Regions from separate parts of the Rattus norvegicus genome. Here region 2 is linked to region 1. The links are chromatin contacts, called in public HiChIP or PLAC-seq maps. All regions are on one chromosome and are shown on one strand. The core of a region is the stretch at or near the end of the contact, and the rest is flanking DNA. Distances in the headings are between cores, read along the strand shown. Region 1 holds the start of Eif3c (eukaryotic translation initiation factor 3, subunit C). Region 2 holds the start of Bola2 (bolA family member 2).

Evidence for each region. HiChIP or PLAC-seq counts read pairs in DNA pulled down with a chosen protein or histone mark.
Region 2: a contact with region 1 is called in an H3K27ac HiChIP or PLAC-seq map of oligodendrocytes, with 2.6 times the contacts expected there. The contact joins the promoter of Bola2 here to the promoter of Eif3c in region 1. A contact is called at or near these places in 8 of 12 Hi-C or Micro-C datasets (Schwann cells, frontal cortex, kidney and 4 more) and 1 of 1 datasets of contacts at active chromatin or transcription factors (oligodendrocytes).

The regions. Positions count from the first base shown.
Region 1 is chr1:190,580,051-190,586,400 of GRCr8, forward strand. It overlaps Eif3c (eukaryotic translation initiation factor 3, subunit C), which reads right to left and starts at 3,017. Exons shown (of 21, transcript NM_001100662.1): 1 at 2,847-3,017; 2 at 2,594-2,734; 3 at 1,153-1,218; 4 at 877-1,066; 5 at 1-59. The coding sequence starts at 2,694. LOC120100182 (U6 spliceosomal RNA) reads right to left here and starts at 3,880; the gene lies at 3,774-3,880.
Region 2 is chr1:190,720,568-190,727,130 of GRCr8, forward strand. It overlaps Bola2 (bolA family member 2), which reads left to right and starts at 1,968. Exons shown (of 3, transcript NM_001401089.1): 1 at 1,968-2,102; 2 at 2,186-2,283; 3 at 2,539-2,834. The coding sequence starts at 2,040. The coding sequence ends at 2,638. It overlaps Slx1b (SLX1 homolog B, structure-specific endonuclease subunit), which reads right to left and starts at 1,740. Exons shown (of 6, transcript NM_001009292.1): 1 at 1,427-1,740. The coding sequence starts at 1,605. Coro1a (coronin 1A) reads right to left here. Exons shown (of 11, transcript NM_130411.2): 8 at 6,552-6,563; 9 at 6,411-6,468; 10 at 6,077-6,292; 11 at 5,562-5,776. The coding sequence ends at 5,672.

The sequences.
Region 1 (6,350 bases), core at 1,767-4,266:
CTCAGAGCCTTGGCATTGTTTTTATTCATCTTCTTTTTCCCTTCCTTATCTTCCCAAAGCTAGAGAGCCAAAGGAAGAACAGGGACCTGAGACCAGGTGGCATGCTCAAAACACAGGCTTTAAAATCATCTCTTGGGGGCTGGAGAAATGGCTCAGTGGTTAAGAGCACCGACTGCTCTTCCAGAGGTCCTGAGTTCAAATCCCAGCAACCACATGGTGGCTGATAGCCATCTGTAATGGGATCCGATGCCCTCTTCTGGTGTGTCTGAAGACAGCTACAGTGTACTCATATACAAAATAAATAAATAATTTAAAAAAAATCACCTCTTGGGATCCTGCCATGTAGACATCATCTGTACCATCTTAACCAAGACAGTTAACTAAGCAATGCTGGGGACTCAATGGCAGCAAGTAGCCTACAGCTGACCTACACTCCAACCCTCAAGTTAGTTTTTGAAGACCTTTATAAATCTCTACTACAAGTAAAAATCACAAGCAAAAGGTGATTAAAAACAAACACAAAGCTAGGCAGTGGTGGCACAGGCCTTTAATCCCAGAACTAGGGAGAAAGAGGCAAGAGGATCTCTGAGTGTGAGGCCAGCCTGCTCTACAGAGTGAGTTCCAGGATGGCCAAGGCTACACAGAAAATCCCTGTCCTGCAAAAAGAAAGAAACAAACCCCAGCAAAACCCCAATAAATACAGTCATGCTCTTGTCCAAAAACAGGTTTCTCTCCTTGCTTTATCTTGTTTTCTATTTTCTAGGAAGCACTGTACATGTGAACCCCACCCCCCCACCCCCCAAGGAGAGCCCTGGCGCAGTAAAGCAGCACAGCCAGGCCCATACCCACCCCTACCCCGTATTCTCAGAATCACACCTCATTAAGATAGTCCTCCAGGTCAGCCAATATCCGGACATAGAATCGGGGGACACCCTCCTTATCCACAATACTCTTGGCTTTCCCATAGGCTTTTCCCAGGAGTTCAAACTCTTCTAGACACTTGGTGACATCTCGAATCTTCATGGCATTACGGATGGTTCGTATAAGGTTGGTCAGCTCCTCAAACCTGGGTAGGAGTTCAATACCAGATTGAGTGACTCTCTCATGGAGAAAGCAACATCTTCCCCCTCCCCTACCCTCCTATGGCCTCACCTCTTGTCCTTGGCACTTCGAACAACTCTCTTTGTATCCTCTTCATCCTCGCTCAGTAACAAAGGCCTGTACGGAAGGAGCAGAGACCATTAACCTTCAGTCTTAGCTAATATAATTTCTCTTCTCAGATGAGGACTCAGGCATGCATATTATCTCTGCTGACCCTTGTTCTTCATACCATCTTGAAGAGCTGTAACTCTAAATGAGGCCTTTTGTCAAACCCTGACAGTGTCTACAAGAATGTCCCCAAGAACAAATAACTGAAATTTATTTACAGTATGAGATAACTAATTGTCTAAAGGCACATATGGCTACAGAAGCACTTAAGAAAGAAGCAGACAGGGGTTGGGGATTTAGCTCAGTGGTAGAGCGCTTGCCTAGCAAGCGCAAGGCCCTGGGTTCGGTCCCCAGCTCCGAAAAAAAGAAAAAAGAAAAAAGAAAGAAGCAGACAAAAGGCACTCTAAGTGGGAAACGCTGGTACCTAGGTTCTAAAAGGAAACATTTCCCAAAATAGGGGAGGTCACTAGTAAAGGAAAGTTCTGGTGAATTTTAACATTCCCTTTACTTATATTTCTTTTTAATGAGATGGGCCAAAGCATTCAGTTAGCAACAGTGTCTCCATTCTTTTCTTGTTAGTTTTTCCTGTTTTGTTTTTTTTTTTTTAATTTTAAGACTTTATTACAGATGGATGTGAGCCACCATGTGGTTGCTGGGATTTGAACTCAGGACCTCTGGAAGAGCAGTCAGTGCTCTTAACCACTGTGCCATCTCTCCAGCGCCCCCTGGTAATTTTTTTATGTGACGAGTGATGGCTTTTTCACTTTGGACACTGTTATGCAATTGTATTCACATAAATATATATGTACATATGTATATCCATATGCAAGACTTCTCTACAAGTCTCTGTGGAGGTAGGTATAAATGTCTTAAAACACTACCGGCCCATAGCAAAAACAATGTTGTTTTGAGAACTGTTTGAAAAGTCAACAAATTTTAACTTGCAGAGATGGAGAAAACACAGTAAAACAAAGGTAGACACAGCAGTGTTTAACATTTGCACGCAGAGGTAAACGACAGGATTTCAGAACCAAACTAACCAAGCACTGAGGGTTTCCTTCCATGAACACAAGTCACCGAGAAACTTGTTGGGAAGACCTACGATATGGAGTTTTCAAGGCCAGTTCTGGGGCAAGAAGGGATACGAAAGATGGAATGTGGGGAAGAATTACGAGGCTGCAGACTTCGTGGCTTTAAGAGCTGATGCAATATTAAGCAGCGGGAAACCTCTGCTCCTCTGTCCTTAGTGACGAGGACGCTGAGGACTCCCAAAGTTCCTAGCACGCTGGGAGAGCTACCATTCTCAGATGCGCCCCAGCTCTCCCCTCGCCTACACGAGCCTCCGCAGCCCCCCAAACACGCCCTCCCTGTGCCCCCAGCTCACTGTTTGCCATAGTTCCCGGAGACTGGTTTGGTGACGAGCTCCTCCCCGGACAGGGACGACTCCGACTCACTGTCCGAGCCGGTGGTGAAAAACCGGGACATGGCGACGGTGCTGAAGGGTTGAGGCGCTCGTGGCCCGAAGCTAAGGAAAACCACAGAGTCAGGGGCTACGATCTCCCGACCAGGACCCCCATTGTCGCCGGCACGCCCTTCCCCTGACCCTCCACGGAGCACGAGGCCCAAGAGACACGAACCAGCTGAGCTCCCGAGTCTCGAGAACGGGCGAGACAGGAGCGACGGCCGAGACGGGCCCGAAAGCCGAGCCGGCGGCCCGAAAGGCGAGATCCGCCCGAAAGCCGAGCAGATCCGCCCGAAAACCGAGCAGATCGGCCCGAAAGCCGAGCGAGATCCCCCCGAAAGCCGAGATCCGCCCGAAAGCAGAGACGATGACGGCAGGAACCGCGCGACAGGCGCGACGACGGAAGAGGATGAGGTTGGGGAGGTCACTTCCCAGAAGCGCCAAAGAATGAGTTAACTACAATTCCCAGTGGCCTTTGCGCTATACTCGACTGGGATGAGGCCTGGCAGAGCTTTAAGATGGACTTGCTTCCTAGGACCGCCGGAACTAGGCAGCAAGACTGAAAATACAGAATTTAATGACCGCCTGGTGGTAAACGTCTGTAATTCCCTACACTAGAAAGGGTAAAGCAGGAGGATCATGGATTAAAGGCCAGACTAGACAGAAATAAAAAAATGCTCTGAAGCTGGAGAAGGTGGCTCACACCTTTAATCCTAGCACTCAGGAGGCAGAGACAAGATGATTTCTGAGTTTGAGGCTAGCCTGGTCTGCAGAACGAGTTCCAGGACAGCGAAGAGAAACCCTGTCTCGAAAAACAAAAAGACGGGGTTGGGGATTTAGCTCAGTGGTAGAGCGCTTGCCTAGCAAGCGCAAGGCCCTGGGTTCGGTCCCCAGCTCTGGAAAAAAAAAAAAAAAAAAAAAAAAAAAGAAAGAAAGAAAGGAAAAAGAAAACAAAAAACTAAACCAAAAAGTGCTCTGGCCGCCCATCTGAACTTCAGAGTAAGAATCTAAGGGCCGGTGTCAGCCGGTGATGCCGATGGCCTGCTAGGTTTTAGAAGGGTGTCGTTGTTATTTTGTTTGTTTTGCTTTAGAAAAGGGTTTTAAAAATACGGAATGCTTCACGAATCTGTGTGTCATCTTTGCGCTGGGCCCATACTAATCTTACTTGTATCTTTCCAATTCTAGTATACGTGCTGCTGAAGGGAGCATGGTTTTGCATGTTTAAGCAAACTTCCTAGATCTTCAGTGTTGGAATCCTAGCTTTACCGTTTCCTTAGGCAAATTTTCTAACTTCTAACCTCTCTCTGCTCTTTTCCCTGTGATACAAACAAAGGGAAACAATAACACTTGTTCATTTGATATTAGGAGAATAAAATGGCAACATATGAAGTGTGTGGGACAGTACCTTGTGCAAAATGAGCATATACTAGCCACGGGACCCACGAGATGGTTCAGATGAAAAAGCACTTGTTACCAAACATGATGGATGAGCCAGGAGCAGGTGGCCGAGAGAAGGGCATCCTGAGACAGACTGACGGGGCAAAAATAAAACGGGGAGACTCAAACAGCAAGTACTTGGCGAGGCAGCTGGGGAATAGCCAGTCTAGTGAGGAAAGATAGTTGAGGTAGTCACCCAGTAATTGTGCTGAAGCTGATTAAATAAATCGATAGGACTCTGTTTTGATTACTGGGGGACTGGCCGGGGCATATTAAGAACTAGTAGCTGATGTCTTGCCTGGTTACAGAAGATGACTGGTTCAGGCTCTGTATCTCTCAGTACTAGGTAGGAATCATGACTAGGGTCACCCTCATAGATTTCTAGGAGTTTCTATTACTATTTCTATTACATAGTTTCTAGGTTTTTACCTCACCCCTCAAATGCCTCCCCCCATTCAAGTTATCTCTCCCAGTACTCTCTCCCTCCATTCTGATCCTTTTTGTTCCCTTCCCTACCTGCCCCCAGTCCACCCTCTTCTATTTTCCCTTCCCAGAGAGATCCATGTGTCTGTCTCCCCTTGAGCCCTCCTTGTTACTTGACCTCTCTGAGCGTGTGGACTGTGGCATGACTATTCTTTATCCCTAATGTCCGCACCATGAGTGCACACCATGTTTATCTTTCCAGGCCTGGGCTACCTCGCTCACGATTCTTTTTTCTTTCCTAGTTCCATCCATTTGCCTTCAAATTTCATGTTATTATTTTTGTAACAGCTGAGTAAAACTCCATTATGTAAGTGTACATTTTCTTATCCATTCCTTAGTTTCTATTATGAATAAAGCTGCTATGAACATAATTGGTCAAGTGTCTTTTTGGACATCCTTTGGGTATATGCCCAGAAGTGGTAGAGCTGGGTCTTGAGGTAGAGTTCCAGTTTTCTGAGAAACAGCCATATTGGTTTCCAGAGTGGCTGTACAAATTTGCATTGTCACCAGCAATGGAGGAGTGCTCCCCTTGCTCCACATCCTTGCCAGCCTGTGCTGTCACTTGTGGTTTTGATATTAGCCACTCTGACAGGTGTGAGACAGAACCGGAGTTGTTTTGATTTGCGTCTCCCTGATGGACAAGGATGATGAACTTCAAGTGTTCCTCGGCCGTTTGAGATGCCTCTGTTGGAGGGTTCTTTGTTTAGCTCTGTACCCCTTTTCACTTGGGCCATTTGGCTTATTGATGTCTAGGTTCTGGAGTTCCTTATATATTATGGATATTAGCCTTCTGTCAGATATGAAGTTGGTGAACATCTTTTCCCATTCTGTAGGCTGCCATTTTGTCCCATTCACGATATCATTTGCCTTACAGAAGCTTTTCGGTTTCATGAGGTCCTGTTTATTGTCAGTCTTGGTGCCCGAGCTATTGGTGTTCTGTTTAGGAAGTTGTCTCCTGTGACAACTTTCTCTCCTATGAATATCTTAGGGTCAATCTAACCAAGCAAGTGAAAGACATACATGGTAAAAAACTAAAGAAAGGGGCTGGAGAGATGGCTCAGTGGTTAAGAGCACCGACTGCTCTTCCGGAGGTCCTGAGTTCAAATCCCAGCAACCACATGGTGGCTCACAACCATCTGTAAAGAGATCTGATGCCCTCTTCTGGTGTGTCTGAAGACAGCTACAGTGAACTTATATATAATAAATAAATCTTTAAAAAAAAAAACTAAAGAAAGAAATTGAAGAAGATATCAGAAGATGGAACGATCTCCCATGCTTGTGGATAGGAAAGATTAACATAGTAAAAATATTAAAAGCAAACAAACAAAAAACGGCCATCTTAGGAAAAGCAACCTAGATTCAACGCAATCCTCACAAAAATTCCAACACAATTCTTTACAGACCTTGAAAGCACAATATGGGAAAACAAGAAACGCGGGGTAGCTACAACAACTCTGCAGTATAAACTGGAGGTATCGCCGCCACCCGTAGTTCAAGCTCTGCTACAGTTACAGTAATAGAACACACACGATACTGGCATCAAAACAGAGGTTGATCAATGGAATTGAAGACCCAGATAAATCTACACACCTATGGACACCTGATTTTTGATAAAGAAGCCAGAAACATACAATGGGACTATTTTAAAACAAGATCTCATGTAGGCTATGCTGACCTTGGCTTTCTCTGTAGCTGAGGACCGTGAACTCCTGATACTCCTGCCTCTACCTCCCCAATACTGGGATTACAGGCTTATAGC
Region 2 (6,563 bases), core at 718-3,217, 140 kb after region 1:
CTTGTATATGTCCATTTTCTTCACCCATTCACCTGTTAATGGCACTGTGCTAGTTTGTTTTACGTCAACTTGACAGAAGGTATAGTCGAAGAGGGAGCCTCAATTGAGAAAATTCTTCCATAAAATTAGGCTATAGGTAAATCTGTAGAGCATCCTCCTGATTAACAAAACATGTAGGAGGGCCCAGCCATTGTGGGTGGTGCAGCCCTTGGGTTAGTGGCCTGGGTCATGGCTTCTACATCAGCTCTTATTTGAGTTCTTGTCCCTGACTTCCTCCAATGATGAACAGTGAAGTGGAAGTATAGAAGAATTTTAATTCAGTAACATGGTTGCTCTGGCAAGGGATCAAATCCAAAGACTTCTAGGTCTGTATGATTGAGCTGGAATGCTGACGTGGCCTGGATTACAGTATGACCTTCTGGGATGCGGATACGCCCTTTAATCTCTAACAGTAAAGGTGAGTTTGTATAAGTAGCCATGTTTGAAAATGACATCTAATTGAGGGGCAGATGCCCAACTCACACAACAACAGCACAGGAAAGAGAGGCTACTTAAGAGCAGAGAGAGGGAGAGGGGTGTAGGTGTATAGAAGTTTGGTCAGGGCAGTTTTACAGAGAGGTTGCAGAAAGAACAAGCTAGACACAGGTGAAGACAGACTGAGCCAGAGAATGAGAAGGAACCAGAAGATTAGAACATCTTGCCAAAGTTAGGCCAAGCAGAGCAATTCAGTCAGAAGCTGAGAGAAGCCAGATGGAATCAGCCATCTTGGAAGATGAGATTGTACAGAGGCTAGAAGATTCCAGGGGTAAGCCTAGGGATGGTACTGAGAAAGAAACACTCTGGGCTCAGCCCAAGCCGTATATTCACACAGCTTGGCTTGGCTACGGCTCTCATCTCATCCCTTCATCTGAGGAAATAAAAGTACGTTTACATGGAAGTGTAAGCCGAATAAACGCTTTCCTTCCCAATAAGCTTTTTGGTCATAGAGTTTCATCACAGCAATAGTAACCCTGAGATAGGAACGTAGATTGATTTCATAATTCAGCTTTTGTATTTAAGTTTTTTCTTAAATTCATTTATGTGTATGAGTGTTTTGCTTGTATGCATGTGTGTATGTGCAGAGATTAAAAGAGGGCGTCTGGTACCCTTGTAGTGAGTGGAGTTACAAAGCAGACCTAAATTTGTATACTCGGAACCCAATTAAGCATCACAAGTTTTAATCCAGTCGTCGCAGTGTTGATATCCACAAGGTGCCACCTCCCCGCTATACGCTTGCCCTAGTGACAGGCCAGGAACTCAGCACGGCCCTAGATTAAAAAAAAAAAAAAAAAAAAAACCACCCGGTCCCGCCTCTGTCAGCCTTTAGCCCTAGCGGCCCGCCTCCTACGCGGAGCCTTCCGGTTAGATACCAATGGCTTCTTCTTACCAGGGTCCTCGCCCGCTGGTCCGCCAGGCGCCACCTTTTTTGCGACCCGCGTTGTGTTGCCGGACCCGACGAGCAGGATTGACAGTGAATCCCACGTAAACACGGCCCCGATGCCGAGGGTTCTGACAGTAGAGCAGGTAGACTCCGAAGAAGCGCCCCGGTCTTGCTGCATGTCCCATCCGGACTTTCTGGGTTGAAGGTCCAGAGTTAGGGGTGGTTTCTGGGTCCTCGGACCTCGGAAAGGGCTGGGTAGCCAGGACTGCAAAAACGTTGCTTTAGGAAAAAGCACGGAACGATGGTCCTGCAAATTCCTGGAAAACCGGCAGAGCGACTTGGTGCGCCGCCTGCTGGCAGGAGGAGGGTGAGCAAACGGGGCCGCATGACCCGCTGCCCTCCAGCCCGGCTCGGATTGGCTAACTGCTGGGAGGGAACTTCCCGAGTGCTGGTAATTCAGGGGTACCAGGAGGCGGAAGTGGTGCCTTCGAGGCCGCCCTAGGAAGGGCGGAAGTGAGCGGCGTGGAGGAAGTGGCTGCAGTGAGGGCGGAAGGCGAGGTGGCGGGACGAGAGGCGAGGTTCTGTTCACGCTGGGCTGTGGCCCCGCCGGGCTGTGGTCATGGAACTCAGCGCCGACTACCTCCGCGAGAAGCTGCGGCAGGACCTGGAGGCAGAGCATGTGGTGAGTGCGATGCCGGGAGGTCGCGGGCGGCGGAGAAGGGCTCTCGGGCGTGTGCCCCATCCCGTGTGTCTTCTGCGGGCTAGGAGGTGGAGGACACGACTCTGAACCGTTGCGCGACCAGCTTCCGAGTCCTGGTGGTGTCGGCTAAGTTCGAGGGAAAGCCACTGCTCCAGAGACACCGGTGAGCCCCGGGAGCCAGCCTCCCGCCCAGCGAGGCCTCGGGCTCGGGATGGCTGCCCCTGCATCCGCCCGCCTGGTGGGAACGACTCACTCCCAAAGCCCCGAAATGTGACCCATAGTCCCCAGGGTGCCCCAGCCTTTGTGGTTGGACTTCTGTCCCCTCCTCGAATCCCCACTTCCTGGTCACGCTAGCTTCGGAGCCCATCACCCCAGCCGAGGCCAGGCCGCTCATTTCCCATTCCCTTCTCTCCTCCAGGCTGGTGAACGAGTGCTTAGCCGAAGAGCTCCCGCACATCCATGCCTTTGAGCAGAAAACTCTGACCCCAGAGCAGTGGACCCGACAGCGGCAGGAATGAGGGACCCAGGCCTGAACAAGCATTAAATTTTAAACCTGGCCCAGCTGGTTTCAGTGTGCTGTTTGAAGACTCTGAGGCTGAGTCAAGGAAGTGGCTTTTCCCTGACTCTCCTCCAGCCATTGTTTTGGCAAATTTGGATGAATTTCTTTCCTGAGCCCTCTAGGTCCCAACCTAAATAGATGGAAGTTCTGTTCTTAAAGTCTCTGGAAGGCTGCCTTCATTGTCTATCCCTGTGGTCTCCACTGTCATCAAGATCAGCCTTCCAAAGGCAAGATAATCCTGCTCTGCCAGCCCTCGGGACTAGAAACCCTGAGCATTTTCCACGTTCCCTCTCTGCAGGTTCCTAGAGGTAGCAAAGACAAGATACAGAGTTTCTGTCAGGCTGTCAGTCTCTTCACAGGCCTGCACTTGAGTGGGGGTAAGGACATGCTGGTGGGCACACTGATGGGCACAGTCCAGGTCCTGCATAAATAATTCTTCTCCACTGTGGAGCTGCGGTTTGGTCTTGCCTTTTAGGCAGGGTCCCCATGTGTTTTCCAGGCTGTTTGTAAATTCATGAGCTCAGATGGTTCTTTGGTTTAGTCTTTCATGCAGCCATGGGGACAGATGTCCTTCCTATGTTGTCAGGGCCTGTCCCTGCACTCAGTTTCTTCTGCTTCCACTTTCCCTTGCTTCCATCAAGGAGATTGGTCAAGCTGGAGATAGAGTAGTCAGTGCTCATGCCTTCTCCATCCCCTGCATCATTTTCTGAATATTTTCAGTTCCTCTGGAGAACTAGTGATTCAGTCTACACACGAGGACCCCAAAAGAGGACACAGGAAAGATGCAGAGAGTAGCCTATCCTGTATCCCCAGAGGACTGACCCCTTCAGTCCCCAATGATGGCCCTCCTCCTGTTTATAGGGAGAAGGGACTTGCCCAAGATCACATACCCTGTCAGGGTGAAACACAAGTGGGCAGGCAGGCGTGCTTGTATGCCATTCTCTGTATGAGGTCCATGATGTGCTGAAGAAAGGGCTGGGCGTGGGCTCCTGGGTGTTCTCTGCGTTGTATGAATTGAGCCATGTGCCCTCTAGAACTGCTCTGTTCATCCCAGCTCTCGAGTCTCCCACCAGTTGGGCACCAAAAGCCGCTGTCTCATATTGAGAATACTTCAAAAGCATGCATTCATATAGCTAGCTGACAGTGCTTACCTAGCATCCATGAAGCCCTAGGTTCAGTCTTCAGTACCCTATAAACCAGGGATTGGGACACGCACCTAGAATAGGACTTGAAAGGTAGAGGCAGAAGTATTGAGTGTTCAAGACCATCCTAGACAATGTGAAACGGTCACAACACACGAAAACAAACCCCGTACTCCTATAGATAGGGTTTAAGAGATCTGTTCCTTCCTGGCTTCCTCAGAGGCCAGGTCCTCTGAAACCCACAGGCAATTCTCTGAGGCAGCAGAATGCTGTGAATGAAGGGGTTGGGAGTGGGGCACTTATGGTTCCAGAACAGCCCTTTAGCCAACCATTACCCTGCTCCTTGTTTCAGTGCAGGGTCAGACTGTTTCCTTTCTGTCTTTATGGGACATAGTCTGTTTTTGTCAAGTTTTTTTTTCTTAGTTTTTGTAGTTTGTTTTTTGAGAGGAACTCTATGTAGCCCCGACTGCCCCGGAACACAGAGATCTGCCTGCCTCTGCTTCCAGAATGCTGAGACTAAAAGCAGTGTGGGTGTTGGGATCTGAACTCTAGTCCTCTGAAAGGGCAGCAAGTCCTCTTAACTGCTGTGCTACGTCTCCAGCCCAAGACTTACTTTTACTTGTGTGTACGTGTGAGTGTATTTGCATGCAGGCGTATGCATGCCTGTACACATGCGTGGAGGCTGGAAGAGTGTCTGTCAGGTGTCTGTCTTCTGTCATTTTCTACTTAGTGCTTTGAGGTAGGCTCTCTCTGAACCCGTGTTTGCATCTTCTTTAGGCTAGAAACCAGCCAGCCCCAGCAATCCTGTTTTACCCGAATCAGAGCTTGGGTTGCACGTGCTTTCTCAAGCTTACCCAGCTTGTGATGAGGGTGCTGGGATCTGAGTTCTAGTCCTTACGACTGCAAGGGAAACACTAAACCACTAAGTCATCCTCCCACCTCCTGTTTTTGGCTATTGTTTATTTCATTACAGTTGTTCTTGAGACCTGGTCTCTTCTAGGCTGGCTTTGAACTTCTGATCCTCCTGCCCTCGCCTCCCAGGGGCTGAGATTACACGTGGGGGGTACCACACTTGGTTTATGCAGAACCTGGTGCATGCTGCCAGCCAGGCCACACCCACACCCCATCTGGTTTTGAGTTGTTTGGTTTGAGGCAGTGTCTCACTTTATAAGCACTCTCAGTTGAGTTTCTGACTTGAACCCCACAGCAATCCTTGGTCTCCCGCATGCTCAGGTTGCATGAGTGAGTGGTGTCTGCTCAGAAGTCTTGTTATTTTTGTTCTTTGAGTCCGCGGCTTGAGAAGTGTCAGCGTGTGCTCGTTGGTTTCCCGACAAGCAAGTGTTGGCATGGCTGTCTGCAGGTTGTGCTGGTGTTGACCAGGAAATGCTAATTTGGGGTCAGGACTAGAGGCATAGCTAGAGTGATAGAAAGCTTACATGGCATATTAACAGCTTTGGTCCAGCACTACCAAAGAAAACACCAGGTTTTGGGGTGACTGACATTTTGGGGGCCCTAAGAGGGATCTGGATGGCTCAGACCTTCCACTCTGAGGCAGAGCGAGGAAGTGGAGAACAATTGTCCAGCCCCATCCAGCTCTATCGCAGCAGGCATCTTAGCAGGCAGGGCCCGCCCCTCTGCTACAGCGAGCATTTGGAAGTGACCCACAACCTGAATGGTGACCTTGCGTTCAGAGAACTATCAAGGGGAAGCCTTGGGGCTAGCCAGTTCACCAGTCAGAGGTACCAGAAAATAAAGCCGTTTTATTATTTTCGTCTTATCCACCATATGGCCTGAGGGTTGGGGTGGGAGCAGAGTAAATGGCTGGCCCCAGATGAAGGCTCTGGAGTCTTCTACTTGGCCTGAACAGTCTCCTCCAGCCTGTCCAGGCGCTCTTGAAGCTTTTGCACTATGGCGTTGAGATTCCTCACATCCTCCTCCAGCCGTGACACGGTGTCCTAAGAGACCCAGCCCTGCATTAGCCCAGCTTTTCTGTTCTTCCCTCCACTGGCGTCAGCTAACCTTTCCAACAGCCACAGGGCTTGGGCCCTTCTCTCCCAGCAGATGCTACTCGGATTACTGTCTCTAGGCTTGCAACCTGGTTTCTAAGGCCTCCTGGTCACTAGCTCCTTGCCCTCCAAGAATCTCCCGCTGTGCGGAGCTTGGGCACCTTTAAACATTAGACTCTTTCCCTATGAACCTTTGCCTGAGCCCAGCGTCCCGCCTTGCTCCCTCCCGCAGCTCCCCACCCGCCTTACCGAGCTAAGAGTGCTACTGGGCTCCGGTGTAGCTCTTCTGCGAGCACTGTCCAGGCCCCTGTTGACTCTTAGCTCCCTGCTCTTTGGGGGCACGTAGCCATCCTTGAGGGAAATGAGGAGGGGGCCAGCATCACGACCGCTCAGCCACTCCTCAGCTGTGAGGGCGGGGTCGGGTCCGGCAGTGGGTGGATACAGGTCCTCCTGGAACAGGTCCGACTGTGGGCGAGGCCAAGGCGGGTCATGAGAGTGTTTACGTTCCTGCCCCACCCTACAAGCCCCCCCCCCCGTGGTCATTTCCGGTCCCAGCACCCTGGGAGGAGCGCAGGAGTATCACCTTTCTAGGCACTGTCATGGCAATAGGCTCACATTTCCGCTCATGAAGCTTATAGAATCTGTGGAAACAGGAAGGTGAGCATCATTATTCAGTGTGACCGTTTGGGTACTGAAGGTCTGATTAGGATTAGGGGTCAGTCACCTGGCAATCTCG